2 separate regions of the Arabidopsis thaliana genome follow, and region 1 is linked to region 2. The links are chromatin contacts, called in public capture Hi-C maps. All regions are on one chromosome and are shown on one strand. The core of a region is the stretch at or near the end of the contact, and the rest is flanking DNA. Distances in the headings are between cores, read along the strand shown.

Region 1 (4,086 bases), core at 1,443-3,942, 130 kb after region 2:
ATCTGACCATTTTTCTGTTACAACTTTTAAGCTATGATGAGGAACCACATCAATTTTTACGAACTAAATGAGGAAGACTTGCTTGTATACTGATCAGACTCTGATCCTTCAGATACCAGTTTCAGTTGCCTGCTTCGTGGGAAAAATCCCGGTAGGCGAGGCACTGGTAGAGTAATTGTGTTACTAGTCAGCATTAAGATGATTGTTGATAACATTGGACGGTCTTCTGGATTTTCTTGAACACATAACAGCGCGATATGGATGCACCTAGTGACTTCATTACTCTGATAATTCCTTCCAAAAGTTGGATCCACCAGCTCTAATGGTGACTTGTTTCTCCAAAGCCTCGAAGCCTAATACAATGAACAATTAAGTACCTTGGTCATATGTTTTAAAATGTTAAATTGTTGAAAGTTGAGGACTTTATGCTCACATAAGTGACCAAGTTTCCTGCAGTACTAGTTTCATCCATCTGGTAGACGCCGCTGTTTTTCTTGCCGCTTATAATCTCAAGAACTAAGACTCCAAAGCTATAAATGTCAGATTTCATGGAGTATTGACCATGCATCGCATACTCGGGAGACATGTAAGCGCTGAAAAACATACAACACGGGTTAATATGCAATAGAAAATGGTTTAGTGTTCAGCTACTACGAGCAGAACTTACTAGGTTCCAGCAATTCTGTTCGTGTTTCCTTGAGTTTGCTCCACTCCAAAAATAGTTGCCAATCCAAAATCTGCAATTTTTGGGTTCATGTCTGCATCTAAGAGAATGTTGCTGGCTTTGAGGTCACGATGTATGATTTTGAGCCGTGAATCTTGATGAAGATATAGAATCCCTCGAGCAATTCCTCCAATGATCTTGTATCGCCGGGTCCAGTCTAGCTGACTTTGCTTTTCCGGGTCTGCACATATCGACAATCAATCAGTATAAAGCTGAAGCAGGATCCTTTGAATAAGAAAAATTATTGACAGGAACCATACCGAAAAGAAAGTAGTCAAGGCTTTTGTTGTGGACAAATTCATAGATCAGAATCTGTTCCTCTCTTTCCAAACAGAATCCAAGAAGTCTAACCAGATTCCTATGTTGAAGTTTTGTCACAAGAACAGCCTCGTTCCTGAACTCCCTTGTGCCTTGTCCTGACTTTTTCGACAGTCGCTTCACAGCTACATCAGTTCCGTTAGAAAGCTTACCCTACGTACAATGAATGAAACAAACATTGTTGGTTATTTCCATAAACCAATATGAACTTAGAAAAAATGGAAAACAGAGACCTTGTTACCTTGTAAACCGCACCGAATCCACCTTCACCAAGCTTATTACTTGTTGAAAACTTGTTAGTTGCGGCTTCAATTGTCTTAAAATCGTATACCAATGAATCTGTAGTTGAAATATCACTTTCAGCTGCAAAGAATGGGTGTATTAGTTTCGTGTTTCCCGTCTTGGCTACGGGAGTATACATGCTGATAACGAAAGGAAACAATAAAGAGGTAAAACACAAAGAAACTAACATTCAGTCTTAGTTCTTTGGTAGGATTTTCTTCTCCGGAAAAGAACAAATCCTAAAACCAGCAGTATCAAGATGGCAATAACAGTGGGAACGGTGATCGCCACAACAACTCCAGCTGAGATTCCTTTGCTATCTTCTCACAACACATAGAAAAACAATGTCATATATTTAAGTTTTTTTGTTACAATGATAGTTTTCTCAGGTGGAAGACTAACCATTGTTGGTCGGGTTGTCCTGATCACCTGCAGGTTGTGGCACAGTCACAGGAGGTTCTGGAGGAGGAGAAGCCACCGTAAGATTATCAAAAGCGTTAGAATATGTATACAAATCCCACCGCAAAAAGCAGCTTGGCCGCATAACAACACCTCCTCGCTTCTGGCTACAGCACGACTGATAGTCAATTGCGCTTTGTCGCAGACAGTTTTCACAATCACCGGAGGAAAGATCCGGCGTGCATTGCATCAATGCATATATATTCAGGAGAGGTGTCAAGACTGCTGAATCAGCTGAGTAATGGTTATCACTTGAAGAAGGTGTGCTTTTTGCTGTGGAAGCTGCAGAAATCATACGACCCATTAATCCTTCCCATATTTTCGTAAACTCTGTTAGATTTGAGTCTAGGTCTCCAGTGTTGGTGAGCCAATTTCGCGGGTTCAGATCAGCAGATCCTGAGAAAGAAGTGTTGGAGTAGCGCACATAGCAAAGCGTTGGCTCACCTGGCCATGAATACGCCTCTGTTTGGTTAGGACAATTCTTTAAAAAAAATTCAGACTCTTTCTTGATACAATCAGAACAGTCTTCTGAAGTTGATCCTGGGATGCACATCCCTATTGCGTAGACACGGTTCGGTTGTTGTCCTATGGAACCGTTGTAGTATAAGCCGTCTTGGTCCGTGACATTTGAAGGAAGAGAAGAGAGGATGAGACGGCGATTTACGTCGTAAGTACCGTTGGGTCTGAAAGTCCCCTTGTCCGTCGTGCATGTTTGTGCTGAAACTGAAGCAACACCAAAACTTATGAAGAAAAAACAGAGGACTGAAAACAAACTCCTCTGCTTCATTGTTTCTTGAAGATTAAAGCAAAAGCTAGATCTTTGTGTTTAGTGTTTGACGCATCTGTACGTTTCTTACCAGTTTAAACAAGCAAAATCGAAGCTTCTCTCCAAAATTTTCAAATATTGAATTCGTCAAATTGATGACAGTGGTCCTGAAACCTACAAATATGGTCACGAAAACGAGTGTCAAAAGTCAAAGTCAATGTCAAAAGCTAAAAGTCAATAATATTTTCTTTGTTCACATTATATAATAAGGGGGTTGTTGAATATTGATTGGAATGTTGACTCAGATAATGACATAAAGGATAAAGTATTCATAGAATCAAACCCAGTGACGCAGAGGCAGATGGAGAGGAACAAGAAAAGTATTGGGCTAAAGTGTCAGTGTCATTAATTTCACAAATAAACCGGCTTTTGTCATAGGCTGCTCAGCACATTCCCAGACTATACATATACATTTGGCAATCAAAGCATTGTAAAAGCCTAAAAGAAAAAAACAGAAGATTAGCATACCTTTTTTCGTTGTGTTCTGTTCGTCTCAATTTATAGCCTAATCAGTGTCTCTTGGGTTGAGTCATGTAAGAATGCGTACATATGAATCACGCCGAAACCAGAAGAACATGTCGTAATTGGCTGAAACAGAGTAGCAACGAACCACTAGTGTGAGTAACAACAGCAACAATTGAGTCCAAATAGAATGCAAAATATTTCATAACAAAGGGCTGATATTACAGTGTAGACATTGATAGAGTTTGTTTATAACTTCGAGCCAGTCTACAAACAGATAAAACACCTAAACATGGCTTCTGACTGTTTCAATTATCTTCAACGAGGTTCCAGATCTGTAATGGTTACATCATTGATAGTTTGGGAAGTGGGCCTGTTTGCAGACTGGCTCGACCTCCAAAGCTGGCTGTACATAATTTAATCATCAAATCATGAACACACATATTTACCAAAGCTTATAAATAAGGACACAACAGATTAGTGATAGAGGTCTATCAAATTGATGCAGTATTATCCCATGTTTGCTCTCTTACCCCAAATAAGCATCGGAGACGGATTACATTTCCCACCGGAAAACGCAGTTGGCCCGGAGCCCTTAGCTAAATCGTGATTATGCCATTAAACACATCAAAATCTAACAAAAGAGCACAAACAAATCCGATAATCAATATCATTAAACGCCATTAGAACCAGAATGCTAAACCCTAAATCCGAGCTCAGAAGAATGCGCAAAGGCTGATTCCGACGAAGAGAGTGAAGAAGAAAAGTCGGTAATAGCGTTTGGTTTCCGGTTCATATGGTATAGGTTTAGTAAATAAACCGGTTTGGGTAAATATTCGTAGAAATTCGTCTACCGGTAAAGCCAAACCGAATCCGTCTAATTTACAGAGCTTTTTTACATGCATAACAACATTTGCGTTACTACTATACATGAATTGGTATGTTTATAAAATTTTGAAGCCATTCGTATCAGAAATCTTCAATACAACAAACCAATGTTACAATGTAGAAATGA
Region 2 (3,834 bases), core at 919-3,418:
GTATCATCATCATGATACTTCTCTTATCATTCCACCAATCTAAGTCTCAATTGATTCAATCTACACATCTTCTTGATCTCATGATCAGAGATTACACCATTAGAAACTTTAAGCTCAATTTCAACACAGGCGTCACTCAGAAAATCTATCTCCCTTCTAATTTCTCTGGTATCGATATTGACACGGTCAAGTTAAGGTGTGGGAGTTTGAGAAGATATGGCGCAAAAATTGGAGAGTTTCACATCGGTTCAGGCCTTACGGTGGAGCCATGTCCGGAGAGAGTCATGCTAATTAGACAAAACTTTGGTTCGAATTGGTCTTCAATCTACTCTACTGGTTATAACTTATCCGGTTACAATTACAAGCTCGTGTCACCGGTTCTTGGTTTGTTGGCTTATAATGCTAACCCTGACGGTGTGGCCAGGAACCCTTACGAGGTTAATGTTGTAGGTACCGATCAAAACCCAATCTTAATCGATTTCTTGATCAACAAGGCAACTAATAACACTAGCCCTAACCCTACGAAGAAGAACTCGTCAGTCTTGTGTGCGTGTTTTACAAGCAACAGTAACACAACGTTTAGCGAGCAAGTCTCGCCGTATGTGTGTAAAGGTACAAGACAAGGGCATTACGCTCTCGTGATGAAGACAGAAGCTCAAAAAGATGATCATGAAGGTGGTGGTAGTAGTGGTGGAGTGGTGGCATCATCGACGGAGGTGAATGGTGGCAACGGAGGAGGAAAGTTGAGCCGTTGGAAAGTGGCGGTGGGGAGTGTGATAGGGTCAGGGATTGGAGCAATTCTGCTGGGAATGTTAGTGGTGGCGATGTTGGTGAAGGGGAAGAAGAAAGCAATGAGAGAAGAAATGGAGAGAAGAGCTTATGAAGAAGAAGCTCTTCAGGTGTCAATGGTGGGTCATGTTAGAGCTCCTACTGCTCCTGGAACTAGAACTCTTCCTAGAATTTCCGATGATAGGTATAATAAAAACACTCATTTGAATAGTAATTATCCATAATTATCATTTGTTTTCTGATTTTTCTTCTTTTTGTGTTAATTGAGTATCTTAAGATAAATAGTTTTGTAGAAATAGTTTCAATGGCTTCAAAATGAAATTTCATCCATTTTTTTTTAGTTTTTGGTTAAACGGCTATAATCGTTAGTTTTCTTTTTACTAAAAGTAAAGACTTTTACAGAATGGAGAATTTTCTCTTTTTTATTTTCTATAAAATGGTCAGTGAAATTATGCAAAAAAATTTAAAAAAATCAGAGAGTCCCCCCAACTTTCATACTGTAAGCTTTATTTTTTTCTTTTCATTTTGATTTATTAATCTCTTTTTCCAACTTTTTAATTAAATGTATATTTCTGATTTAGTGAAGAAAATATACTTTTATCAGTATTGTGACTAGTTAACAGAATTTTCCACCTACACATCAACAAGCATCTTCTCCAGTAAGCTATTGTTAATGCGAAGTACGGAAATATAAACAAATCACCACCTTCATTGCAACTTGCAATCAATTTTTACTCATTTTAGTAAGGTTTTGTTTTTCTTTTTCTTTCAGTTTTTTGTGATTTAGTTTAAGAAAAAATAAAATAAAATATAGATATAATTTGATCAATTTCTTATAGTTGACAGAAAAAAAATCTTATAACTATTGTCTTTTGTTATATTTGATTGGATTATTTTTTGAATATTTTTTTGGTAAATTTTCTTTTATATCTTTGATATTTAAGTTTTGGTTTATACTTTGTATCTCAATTCTGTAAGATATGAAACTAAGATTTTTTTTTTTCTAAGATTTTAGACTTTAGCTTATTAAGAAAATTAAAATTAATTTCTTATAACTGTATAAGTGTATTTTTCTAAAATTTCATTGAACCATTTTTGACTAGTATATATCTTTTTGGAAAAATTTCTAGAACATCTTTATTATTTAAGTTTTTAGGTCTGTACTTTTGTGTCTCACAATTCTCTTAGATATGAAATTAAAAAACCAATTAAATACAAATCAGATCTAATTTTTAATATATAAAATCAGCATGTTTTGGCTTGATTTGTCCATAGATCTATAACATTTATCAACTATTTTTATATATTGTCAACGCCTGCCATCTAAGATTCTTCTACAAGATCACTAGAGTGTTTTAACTGCTTTTAGTAAAAAATGCCAAAAACAGACATTAATCCATAACTATTTAGGCCCATCTTCAAGCCCATTAAACCTTTTCCTCTTAATCCAACGATTAAGATTGAATCAGAAGCTTAAACCTCACGGTCCTCACCTGAATCACACCGCTTAACTTCACATGTCGTTTTCTGTTTTTCCTTAGATTTCCCGGGAAAAAGGAAATAATTAAAAAAAATTGGCAAAAAGGTAAAAAAGTTAAGTTAAAAAAACCAAACTACAATAAAAAGGACAAAGAGATGTTTCAACAACACTTCAACAAAAAAGCCTTTTGTTCAATCTGAAGAAAAAAAAAGAGTCAACAAAAAAAAAAAACCAATGGAAGAAGAAGATCCTACAGCAAGCAATGTGATAACGAATTCGAATTCTTCATCTATGAGAAACCTATCGCCGGCGATGAATACTCCGGTGGTTTCACTTGAGTCACGAATCAATCGATTAATCAATGCTAATCAATCTCAATCACCATCACCATCATCACTATCAAGGTCTATATACTCTGATAGATTTATCCCCAGTAGATCCGGATCCAATTTCGCTCTTTTCGATCTATCTCCTTCTCCTAGTAAAGATGGTAAGGAAGATGGAGCTGGCTCTTACGCTACTCTGTTGCGTGCGGCGATGTTTGGTCCTGAGACGCCGGAGAAGAGAGATATTACTGGGTTTTCTTCTTCCAGGAATATTTTTAGGTTTAAGACGGAGACTCATCGGTCTTTGAATTCGTTTTCTCCTTTTGGTGTTGATGATGATTCTCCTGGTGTTTCTCATAGTGGTCCTGTTAAAGCTCCCAGGAAAGTGCCGCGATCGCCGTATAAGGTGACGATTTTTGATTCTGGGGTTGATACATTGTTTAGATTTTGGTGTTTTGATCATTGAATCTGGATCATGTCTTGTGTTTTTTAAGTGGGTTGTGTGCATTGTGTGGAATTGATTGTTTTTTTCTTCGATGGGTTTTTGTGTAATGTCTGTAGATTTGGGGGTTGGGGAGCTTAGATTCTTGATCTCGTTGACTTTAGATCTTTGGTTTCGATAATGCATGAAACAATTTGTGATCTTTGTGATGTTTTGGTCTCTGAGGGTCTAGAATTTGAGTCTGAGGTTATGTGATCTTAGATGAAACTATTATTGAAGAATGCTTGTTGTTTTACTGTTCTTAGTGTTGTTGTATATTTAGAAAAGGTTAAATCTTGTTACTGGGTTTGGGTAATTTGTTTGTGGGCAATGTTGCTACATCTGATAACAGAGGTTTTGAGTAGTCTTTACTAGTGTAGAGTGATCTAGATGATGAAGAATGTTTGTTGTTTACTGTTTTTCGATAGTTTTTAGTGTGGTTGTAAATGTGCAAAGCCTGATGTTGTTATTGGATTTTGGATATTTTGTTTATAGGCAATGTTGCTACAGATGATAACAGAGGCTTCTTTCTGTTGTTTAGGTATTGGATGCACCGGCCTTGCAAGATGATTTTTATCTGAATCTTGTGGATTGGTCTGCACAAAATGTTCTAGCAGTGGGACTAGGGAACTGTGTGTATTTATGGAATGCTTGTAGCAGCAAGGTGAGTTTTTTTTGTCACTTGCAAATTTCTAATAAATCACAGTAGTTTCAAATTTTGTTTTGGTGTTTGATTTCTTCCTTCAAAATCCAACAGG

Evidence for each region. Capture Hi-C pulls out chosen DNA fragments and counts their contacts.
Region 1: a contact with region 2 is called in a capture Hi-C map of seedling, with 1.7 times the contacts expected there. A contact is called at or near these places in 2 of 3 other capture datasets (root and seedling).

What each region holds. Positions count from the first base shown.
Region 1 is chr4:12,141,141-12,145,226 of TAIR10.1, forward strand. CRK11 (cysteine-rich RLK (RECEPTOR-like protein kinase) 11) reads right to left here and starts at 2,693. Exons shown (of 7, transcript NM_118448.4): 1 at 1,727-2,693; 2 at 1,513-1,644; 3 at 1,284-1,405; 4 at 985-1,195; 5 at 668-905; 6 at 434-593; 7 at 1-353. The coding sequence starts at 2,570. The coding sequence ends at 57. CRK12 (cysteine-rich RLK (RECEPTOR-like protein kinase) 12) reads right to left here. Exons shown (of 7, transcript NM_001341584.1): 7 at 3,895-4,086. It also overlaps AT4G23205.
Region 2 is chr4:12,010,240-12,014,073 of TAIR10.1, forward strand. FZR2 (FIZZY-related 2) reads left to right here and starts at 2,169. Exons shown (of 8, transcript NM_118420.5): 1 at 2,169-3,001; 2 at 3,618-3,740; 3 at 3,834. The coding sequence starts at 2,504. It overlaps AT4G22900 (transmembrane protein, putative (DUF1191)), which reads left to right. Exons shown (of 1, transcript NM_118419.3): 1 at 1-1,389. The coding sequence ends at 1,013.